2 separate regions of the Arachis hypogaea genome follow, and region 2 is linked to region 1. Evidence: chromatin contacts called from public Hi-C data. All regions are on one chromosome and are shown on one strand. Each heading gives the region's core, a stretch centred on a gene start, on an enhancer-like site or on the middle of the called end of the contact. The rest is flanking DNA. Distances are from core to core; before and after follow the strand shown.

The links. Hi-C and Micro-C count contacts between places; a contact is called where the count stands out from the background.
Region 2: a contact with region 1 is called in a Hi-C map of an unstated tissue, with 3 times the contacts expected there. The contact joins the enhancer-like site here to the promoter of LOC112716310 in region 1. A contact is called at or near these places in 2 of 8 Hi-C or Micro-C datasets (leaf and an unstated tissue).

Annotation. Positions count from the first base shown.
Region 1 is chr10:106,100,777-106,106,115 of arahy.Tifrunner.gnm2.J5K5, forward strand. It overlaps LOC112716310 (dof zinc finger protein DOF5.6), which reads right to left and starts at 2,494. Exons shown (of 2, transcript XM_025768191.3): 1 at 2,173-2,494; 2 at 238-1,758. The coding sequence starts at 2,226. The coding sequence ends at 706. TRNAP-UGG (transfer RNA proline (anticodon UGG)) reads left to right here; the gene lies at 1-53.
Region 2 is chr10:106,153,074-106,158,412 of arahy.Tifrunner.gnm2.J5K5, forward strand. No RefSeq gene overlaps it. Among protein-coding and RNA genes, the nearest start is that of LOC112717898, 19 kb to the right of the region's middle. Within about 2 kb of position 3,153, at least 2 of the 3 cell types and tissues checked have open chromatin away from gene starts, as enhancers often do.

The sequences.
Region 1 (5,339 bases), core at 1,244-3,743:
ATGATTCTCGCTTTGGGTGCGAGAGGTCCCGAGTTCGATTCTCGGAATGCCCCTAATGTCATTTTATTAATCTCATGTTGGTTCAGCTTCTTTCCTCACCGATCCAACGGTCATGTAGAAACAATTTTTTGTCCTTTACACATTACATACAAAGTTAAAATTGGGTCCATGGCGGCAGGCACATAGAAACAAAATTAATGGACAATAAACAAATCAATAGACACCACCCCAATAGCATAGAGACAAAGGGTCTTCATTCATAAAGATGGCATAGATTATATCATTACATCATATATTTATAGAGCACTATAGTGTATAAAGATTACTACAACCATATCTTCCTCGATGTTACATCACATAAGATCCTAAAGCTTCCATGACGTGTCGCACACAAAGACACGAATCCTTATACTATATATATATATTAATCAAATCAAAAGGCAACGCATCCAAGGCAGTCTATTTGGACTCTCAACCTTCTCATTCACACCCTCACTTTAATTTGTTGACTGACTAGCACCTTTCATCAAATTAACCAAGCTCAATTAAGTCTATAACGAAGCTTAGCAATTTGATCCTATTCATAAAAAGACTATTTTTTATATATATTTATCATTTTATCATTATATAATACAGTATGATTTATACTAAAAGTGAAAATCATACTCTATCTTTTTCATGATAAAGTGATAAATACATAGATTATTAAACCAAAGGGTTTGTTGTGGAGGAACCATAGCCGTTGATCATGCCAGACCATGATCCATGACTATGGAGGTACCCAAATGAGTCTTTTCCTGCATCAGAACAACCATGATCCTGCCATTCAAGGGAAAGAAGCTTAGGGTTTGGCTTTACATCAATCGTGGCATTATTATTATCATCATCATATGTCAGCATCATTCTCTCATGGCATGAAGATGAAGAATCCATAATATAACTATTACCAACGTTGTTGACACTGTTGTTGCCGCAACCGCCGCCATTAAGTGATGACATGCCGCCAAATGATGCAATTGGAGAGCAATTAAGTGCATGAAAATTGTTAGGTCCCAAGCCAACATTATTAGCCATACCAAGCATCATCATGTTGATGTTGTTATTGCTGTTGTCGTCGCCGCCACCATTACTATTATTATTCCCAAAGAAATCAAAGCTTCTAGAACTATTAATACCGCTCCCAATTATGCCTTCAAGCTTGCTCTCCATGAAATCGATTGGCCTAACAAGATTGTTCTCAAGCATGCCAACGTGGAACTTGCTCTCCATGAAGCTACTATGATTAGGGTTAACGTTACCACCAAGAATAATGTTACTGAGGTGAGAAAATTGGACATCGGGGAAAGAAAGCTGAAGATCTTTAGGGCAAGTAGAATAAGAATGTGATTGGTTGTCATTGTTATTGTTGTTGTTGGATTGGTGGTGTTTCTTGGAATTGGAGGAGAGTTTCTTGTTTTTCCGGCAGCCGCCGCCGACGGGGATGTTGCGGAGGGTGCCGCCCTTAGTCCAGTACCTTCTGCAGGTCTTGCAGAAGTAGCGGGGCTGAGAGAGGCTGTAGTTGTTGTAGTAACAGAATTTGGTGTGGGTTGAATCGCAGCGGGGGCACTTGAGGGCTTGGTCGTGTGGGGGTCTCATTCTTCTCTCCTTCATTGGCCTTGCCGAGCATTTCATAATGTCGCCGGAGGAGGATAATGGCGAGCCAGAAGAATCCATGCCACCGCTGCCGCTGCCGCCGGAGACCTCGTCGTGAACTGTTCCCTGATATAATGATAATGTCCAAGTAATTAACAAAAGAAAAGAAATAATAATCTGTCTTTTTCTTTTCCCTGGCATTTTCTTTTTTCCGGCATTCACTTTGAAATTTTTTCAAATTAAAATGCAGTTATTTTTATGTAAAATTTATAATTTATCACGTGAATTTTTAGTTTTTACCTCTCAAGAGGCATACTATACAAGAAAATTAACTGTGTTTTTTCTCAAAAATAAAGAAATTAAAGCGAAGATGTAATTGTTGACTACGTGTTTGTATATATTAAGAGGAATGTTATATGCAACCTATGTACAAGTCTTTCGTATAGCATCCGGGGATTGATAATTAAAAAATGAGAGATGAATGGAAGGTGTATAGAAAAATTAGTACAAAAACATCATTTTTGGAGATGAATGGCGTACCTGGAACCAGTGATCTGGTGAGTCCATGCAGATGTGCAGAGAAGAAAAAGCCATAATAATAAATAAATTAAAGAAGGGCTCTTGGGTTACGTTGTTGATCTTGTATGAGAGGGATGATTTTCATGGGAGAATAGTGCATATATATTATTACTACATTAATTAAGGAGGGATCGGAGGTGATGAAGAATGAAGAGGAGTGTAAGGAATGGAATGGAAGTGTGAGAAGATGAGTTTGTGTGTGGTGTGGTGATGTGAATAAGAAGGAAGAAAAAGGTGAGAGGGAAGGATATGAAGGTAACAGTGTGAAAGCCCCGTCGGTGACAACAATGGTGGGCCTCTTTCTGTCCCTAATGCCTAATATCTCAATCAAGCGCCTCTATCCGTTTAAAATATATATTAAAATTTTAAATATAATTTAAAAATAAATTAAATTATATATATTTATATATAAATATATCAATTATAATATATATATATATTAAAATTAGTTATTAAAATTAATTATTAATATAAAATATATATTAAAAATAAATTAAATATATATATTAATGACTAATTTTAATAATTAATTTTAGTATATAAATAATTTTTTTATAAATATATAGTAACTATTTATAACATGCAAATAAATAATATTTTTACTAATAATTCTCTAGGTCCCTCACAAGTGATCACAACAATCTATGAAACACGGACATTTCGCTAAATTATCGTGTTCGCATGTTGGACATATTTCAGACACGACACTCATCATATTCGTTCGACATGTGTGTTTGTTGTGTCCAAAACATGTCCTAATATAAAATAAAAAATTCTTCACCAAATACGCTTGGACAGACCTAAATACCATCACGTGTCAGCGTATCCAATCTTATTTTTAACATATATTCTTGAAATAAATTTAGATATAATATATATTATTATTTATTAAAACAAAAAAATATTTTAAATACTTGATATAATTAAAATAAGATAATTAAAAATAATTAAAAAATTAATTTATATTTTAATATCAATAAAATATCAAAATATCATTAAGTTTTATCTAAAAAATATTTTACATTTTATATGTATGCGTGTTCCCGTGTCTTATAAAATTTTAAAATTTGCGTGTTCCGTGTCCGTGCCAGTGTCCGTGCATCATAGACAACAACAAAATTGAGGTGGTTAATCATTTTTTAGTTATTTAAAATTAATTTTTTTATAAGAAGATATTAGAAAAGAATGTGCTTTGTTAATTAGTTTTAAAAGAAAAATATATTTATTATATGTCGTTATTACTAACCTTGTAACATAAATTTCTTTATTAATTCCTGTTATTTGTTTCAGAGTTTTGGATATTTCCTTTAAATGAAGAAAAATGTACATAAAAAAAAGTAAACACTAAATAAACAATATAATTATAAGCTAATAAATAATTAAGTTGTTATATATTGTATAATATTTTGAGTTATTAAATTTTTATAAAAAATATTATGTACATATTAAAAATTAATTATTATATATTCGTATATAAATATATGTATAGTTTAATTTAATTTAATTTTAATATATATTTTATATTTTAATGTGTGTTTAATAATATTAATAACTAATTTTAATAATTAATTTTAATGTATATCTATTGTACTTTTATAAACATATATATATTTTTTACCCTAAAAGTTAAATATAATATATAGTCAACTTTAAAACAAAAGATGCCATAATTTTATAATATTCCCATCCATTTTTAAATACTAAAATGTGGATTAGCCGGTTTTGATTATTTTTTTTAGTGTGATCAATGAACAAAAGATATTAAAATATATGTCTAATACATCGATTTTTTAAAGAGTACAGTGAAAATTAAATTCTTAAAAATTTTAATTTTAGATTAATTAATTTTTAAAAGAAATTATCAATTTAATCTTTTTTATAGTAAATGATAGATATGTGATATTTTTTATTAATTTATTTCATAAAATTTAACAGTAATATTTATATGTACTGGGTGATGTATTTATTTATAAAAAATTAATAATTTTTGTTGAAATGAAATTTTAATTATTTCGATAAAATTTATGATAAATAAAGAATAATTAATAACAATTATATGAAAATTTAAAAAATAATAAATATTTTATTATCTACAAATTACATTTTTTTATACTCATGTAACTATAATAAAAACATGCATTATTATAGATAATAAAAATATATTGACACCATTACGTGTTATACTATTTATTAATAAAAAGATTTACATATATGTCTACTATTTATTATTGTAAAGATCTAATTAATACATTTTTTAAGATAAATTTATCCGAATTCAAAGTTCTCGAAGATGAAATTGTTATTTTACTCGATTTTTTAATGTAAATAATAATGTTTCACAGTTTTGGCTTATCTGGATCATGTGGAGCAAATCTATTTATGCAGGGTGAGAAGTGGGGTTTGCTGAGTTGGGAGAATTTATAACCGTTGATGTGATCATGTGGTAGTACTAGATATAGATTTGGTTCACAAAATAATAGGTTAGAGAGAAGAACGTCACTATGGTTTGTACTTGATGTGACACAAGCTTAGAAACGAGAATATTTGGGTCCCCGATAAAGAACACATACCCAAAGAAGAGAAGAGAGTACTACTTGGATTGTTATTATTATTTGGACCCACTCAACCTCCTCCCACAAGCAAGGGATATATTCCATCTCATGACATGCTCCTTCATGCTTCTCATGTGCCCTCTTTATTTCTTTTTCTAGATACTGCTCATCACTCCCTATACAAACCTAAATCTATTCCTTATATTGCCTCTTCCATTTTCTATTCCACTTTCAAATTTGGAAATTTTATAAGCACTCTTGTTTGTATATAGCGGTTAAATATCGTATAGTAATGTATTTGAAGAGCACGTAATTAATTGCATTACGTGGAGAATAATATCTTCATATATAGTATTCCTCCTCGTATATTCTCTAATAGAGATCTCTTGATTATTGGAAATTAAATGAAATTAGTTTAGCATGGTTAAAATTCAAACTTTGAAATAATATTCCTTATTCCTCAAGTAATAGAAGGCGGGTTGGTAGAAGTATTGGTATTTGAAAACAAGGGCGAATAAACTGAAAAAGCATTTAATGAGAAGAAGGGTGATACCCGAAAGAGAAACTAAGATGCTA
Region 2 (5,339 bases), core at 1,903-4,402, 53 kb after region 1:
ACGTAACAATATATATAATATAGTCAATTAAATATATATGAAATGTATAATAGTTTTGTAATTTATATTATTTAGGATTTGAATTTAGTATTTTTTATTATAACGTTAATTTTAAATTAAAATTTAAAAAAAATTATTTATTATTATATTTAATACTGATCTTTCTTCACTTACAATGACATCTTCTCATTTTTTATTTTATTTTTATATCGTCATTTTTTAATCTATTTTTCGCTTTTTCTTCTCAATCTACTCTTTGCTTTCTTCTTGTCTCATATTCTCTTTTTTTTTCTTGTTTTTTTTGTTTGTTCTTCTTCTAGCTCTTAAGAGCTTTACTTTTGTCCTCCTATTCTTAGTTATTTTGACATTTGTTTTGTTTTAAACAAGTTTTATGTGACTTATCAATAGTTAGAATGCTCTCCACTTCACACCTAGTATTTTTTATATTATCGACAAATTTTTGCAACAGACTTAATTTTCACGGATTAAATAACAAATATCGTTGTTAGTAATGAAATTTGTGATAAATATTATCTAACGATAAAAATAGTGTTACTAACAATTAGCAATAATATTTTAAATCAGTCACTAATTAGTGATTGAATTTAGGGATATACTTTTAATTTTATAATATATGTCGCTAGTTCGAATCATAAAACCAATTTTTTGAGGCGATAACAACATATTTAATCCTTCGATAATGCCAAATAATTTTATTTGTTAATTTTGTGAATGATGAATTAGTCAATAATAGTTAAAAAATTATAACTTTTTTTTAGCTACAAACTCCACGAAATTCAAATATAAAATCTGAATACATAATTTGCAATTTAGCATTGTCAATAACTTCATTTCATCAAACTTATATACGACAACGTGCAACATACTTAAATTTAAATAAAATTGATTGTACACAAAAAATACAAATTTATTGCGTATAAATAATTTTAAGATAATCCAAAATATGGTTAGAAAAGAATAAAGTTCTTTCTAAAGGTATTAGGTCAAAAGAATGAAACTAAAAAAAACACTTTAAAAAGTTGAATATTTCTTTAAATATGAACTAAATTAGAGGAAGTGGATTGATTGAATTTGAAATGTAAAAAATGTATCTAATTAGAAATAAACTAAATTAAATATTCATTTACTAATGTCATATGCCATGAGCACCATTTTATTTGTACACATCTTTGCCACGAACATCCAAAGCAGTGTCAGAACTGCTATCTTAACTTGTGGAGATAAACTTCCTTCTTATACCTATTTTTAATTAAAAAGACTTAAAATAATGAAAACATCCAAAAATATCTTCTACCAATTATCCTATTTAGTAAAAGCCTTGGAATAAGAGATAAGTTGAATATGACATTGTAACCATTAGACAATATATATACTTTTCTCTCAAAATGGGTTGAAATTATAAAGAGTAAAGTATTGTTTTGTCTCCAACATTTACGATAAGTCCTAAAGTTGTTCTTAACGTTTAAATCATCCTATAGAAGGAAAACGTTAGGGACAATAAATAATACATAGAAATAAATTTTAATTTTATCCTTCAATAATATCAATTTTTTACTATACATAGTTATTTAATTATTTTTAAATTACATCTAAGTAATCACATTAGATTCATTCTAAATAAATTTATTTTTTTTTATAATTTTACTCTTAACAATTTTTACTCATCATAAAATGTTTGTAGAATGACTAGTACATAAACTTGCAAAAAAAAAATACATATATAATAAAGTATAAATTTGTACATTTTGTCTCTAATGTATCGAAATTCTTTAACATTTAATTTAGTTAAATTTTATTTTTAATTTTATTCTTTAATAATATTAAATTTTTACGGTAGATAATTATTTAATTATTTTTTTAATTTTATTCTTAATTATATTTTTTAAGTGAATTTATTTTTAATTAAGAACAAAATTAAAAAATAAATTAAATAATTATTTGTCATAAAAAATTAAAATATTGAAGAAAAGATTAAAATTATTAAAAATAAAGTTTAACTAAATTAAACATTAAAAATTTTCGATACATACATTAAAGATAAAAGATATAATTTATACTTTATTGTATATGTATTATTTTTTTTCGCAAATTTATGTACTAGTCATTCTACAAACATTTCATAATGAGTAAAAATCTTTAAGAGTAAAATTATAAAAAAATAAATTTATTTAGAATGAAAGTAACGTGATTAAGTGTAATTTACTGAATAATTATGTACCGTAAAAAATTGATATTATTGAAGGATAAAATTAAAATTTATTTCTATTTATCGTTTTTGTCTCTAATATTTTCGTCATATTTAAGTCCCTAACATTTTAAAATCGTTTCAATTTTGTCTCGCCGTTAATTCTGTTAACAGATCCCTAACGGCAGGATAACATTGAGCCAATTTTAAAACGTTAGGAACTTAAATAAAACGATTTAAACGTTAGGAACAATTTTGGGATTTACTCTAAACGTTGAGACAAAAACGATACTTTACTCAAATTATAAAAGGACTTCAACCTACTTCTTTCAAAGAGAATATCATTTGCTCTTCTCTAATTCTTTTTATTGTTCTTCATTTTGTTCATCAAATTCAAATAAAAGAATTTATAAAATCAGCATTCGAATGTTTTTTAGTAAAACACTCAATAATAAATTTTAATTAACCGGTATTCACTTTAAAAGAACTTATTCATCCTCTTATGACATTAATAAAAGTCTCGATACTTATTTTTCATTATTATTTTTTATCTATCCTTAATCTCTTCTTTTAATTTATTTTACTTCATTTATTTCCATAATACTACCTTCAAATCAGAAATCTTATATAATCCAACAATATATATTTAAAAAAAATAGATTGTTTCAATATATACACTCACTCGTATTGTCTATTGCGAATTTTGTCTATTGCGGATTCCTTGGTTGTCACTCTTTCTTTTTTTTTTTTCTCTCTGAAATGTCACTCTTGAATCCGAATGGCTCATCATGAAGGCATACAAATTCCCCCCCCCCCCCCCCCCCTTTTATTTTACCAACAAAGTATTTTTTGTTTGGACGTAAACAAAAAGTTGTATTGTTATATTGTTTCTTAACTGATGGGCTTGAACCCTGTATGAATAGTTGAATACCAAAAACTGGTTAAAAGAATTGTCTTAAAAAGAAATCTTGAGCCAATGAGTCTTAGCTCAAAAAGTATGTGAGAAGTGTGTAGGTGTATGTTGTAACTAACATTGGGGGTTGCTCAATCCACCTAACCAAAAAATAAAAAAAAAATTCTGACTGAAACAAAAGATTATTCACTTCATTTTTAATTTAATGATAAATCGACCATAAGTTATCAAAAATCTGAAATCTTTACCTACCTAATAATCCATGTTCAGTGCAACATTTTAAATTGATTAAAAGTGCAGTCTTGGCTCTTCCTCTTGTGCAGCCCAGAAAAATTTAAACATTTATCTCTGACTGATATTACAAAATACATCATACATTTAGATCAAGCTAGCTCATTTGCTCTGTCTTTAACATAGAGCTTGATGTATTTCTCAATAACAAGTTGAATGCGATGGATTGTATAACATATAAAGACAGGGTTAGGACTTAGGATACTTTCTTTTTTCTTTTCTTTTTCTCCCCCACTTTGGGCTGGACACATATCTGGTTGTGATACACTTAAACAGGGCCATGCTTGCTTTTATATCAAAGGTGAGTTTGGAATATTAGTAAATATCTAAATATACAAATAATTATTTACATTATAAATAGTTAAATACTTCATATAAGTTTTAAAGTACCATAGTACCAGACTCAATTAAAAAATCGAGCAAAATGATATCGGACTCTGAAAACAATTAAATCTCAATTATTTATTTATTTGTGGTCATCACTCAGCACTCTAGTTTTAATTAGATTTTTTTTTAATTTTTTTTATATTATAAATTATGAATTCTCACCTTACATTATTTAAAAGATTTAATTTTAATGCACTAACAATATAAAATACTTAGGATTTAGATAACCGTTTATGAGATAAATATAAAAGATAATTATTTTTACTAATATAATATTTTATAATTAGATACACATGTAAGCAATGAGGACCTAAATAAAACTTATTAGTGGAGCAAAAATATGCAAAATAATGTTTAGGTATATATTAGGAGTACAAAGTCTGATGTCTAAGATTCAAGAAAAAAATGTTCAAGATTATTTATTAGGGTAAAGATCAGGGCACATTTTTTTGGATATGAGAAGCATGTTGTTGAGCATTGTTGTGGAGAATGTGGGTGCTAGACATGAATGTAGGACAGTTTTTTCTGAAACAAGGGATGAAAAAATTGGACCATCGGATTTCTTTGTAAAAAAAAATAAAGCCTACTAATAGTCCTATTAGTATGGGAAAGAAAATTTAAATTTTGACGAAAGTAATCACACTCTCAAAAAATTAAAAAAATTTTGGGTACACAAATTAGAGTATCTCATTTGTGTACCCCAAATTTTGTTAAGTTTTAATACAAATCTGACTCTCCGATTTGTGTACCCCAAATTTTGTTAAGTTTTAATACAAATCTGACTCTCCCATTTGTGTACCCAAAAATCGGACGGTTCAATTTTTGTTCTTGACACCAGTAAAATACCTATACACTCCATAACTGCATCTTACACCATTTCCCCTTCCATATCTAAATTAAAAAGTGAATGATCAGTTTGGTTAGTTAGAACTCAGTTAGTTAAATTTTAGTTTCTGCAGAAGTAGTGCAGCAGGGTAAAAACTAAAAACACTCTGTATATTTATATGTCTTGTATGTGATACTGGTTCCTTAGTTCAGTTTCAATACAATGCAGAGTTAATATTCAGTTCTAAACACAAGTCTTCATCTCTTTTTCTCTAATTCGTCTGTGCTACAAATTCTGTTCTAAGTATTGTTTCTCACTGCACAAGTGAAGAACTTGAAATCCCTTTTATGGTATCAAGAACTTAGGATAAATATCCATGGCTTCTCCTTCAAATGATTCAGTCACATCACACAATGTGGCTGTCAACAACAAGAACAACAATAATAACAATCAGATTTTTCAACAATTCTTCAATCAGAGACTATTCAATCCAATTCAAGACAAGCTGGGAGAGAATAATCATAGAACTTGGCAACAACAGGTACTTGCTGCCATTTGAGGTCAGCTTCTGGAAGATCACTTGTTTAAAGAAAGGATTTCTCAACAATTTTCTGCAGCTGATGATTAATTAGCTGGTATTGAATCTCCTCAATACAAGCAATGGGTTCAAGATGATCAGAATTTGATTTCTTGGCTGCTGGCTTCTATGGATTCTA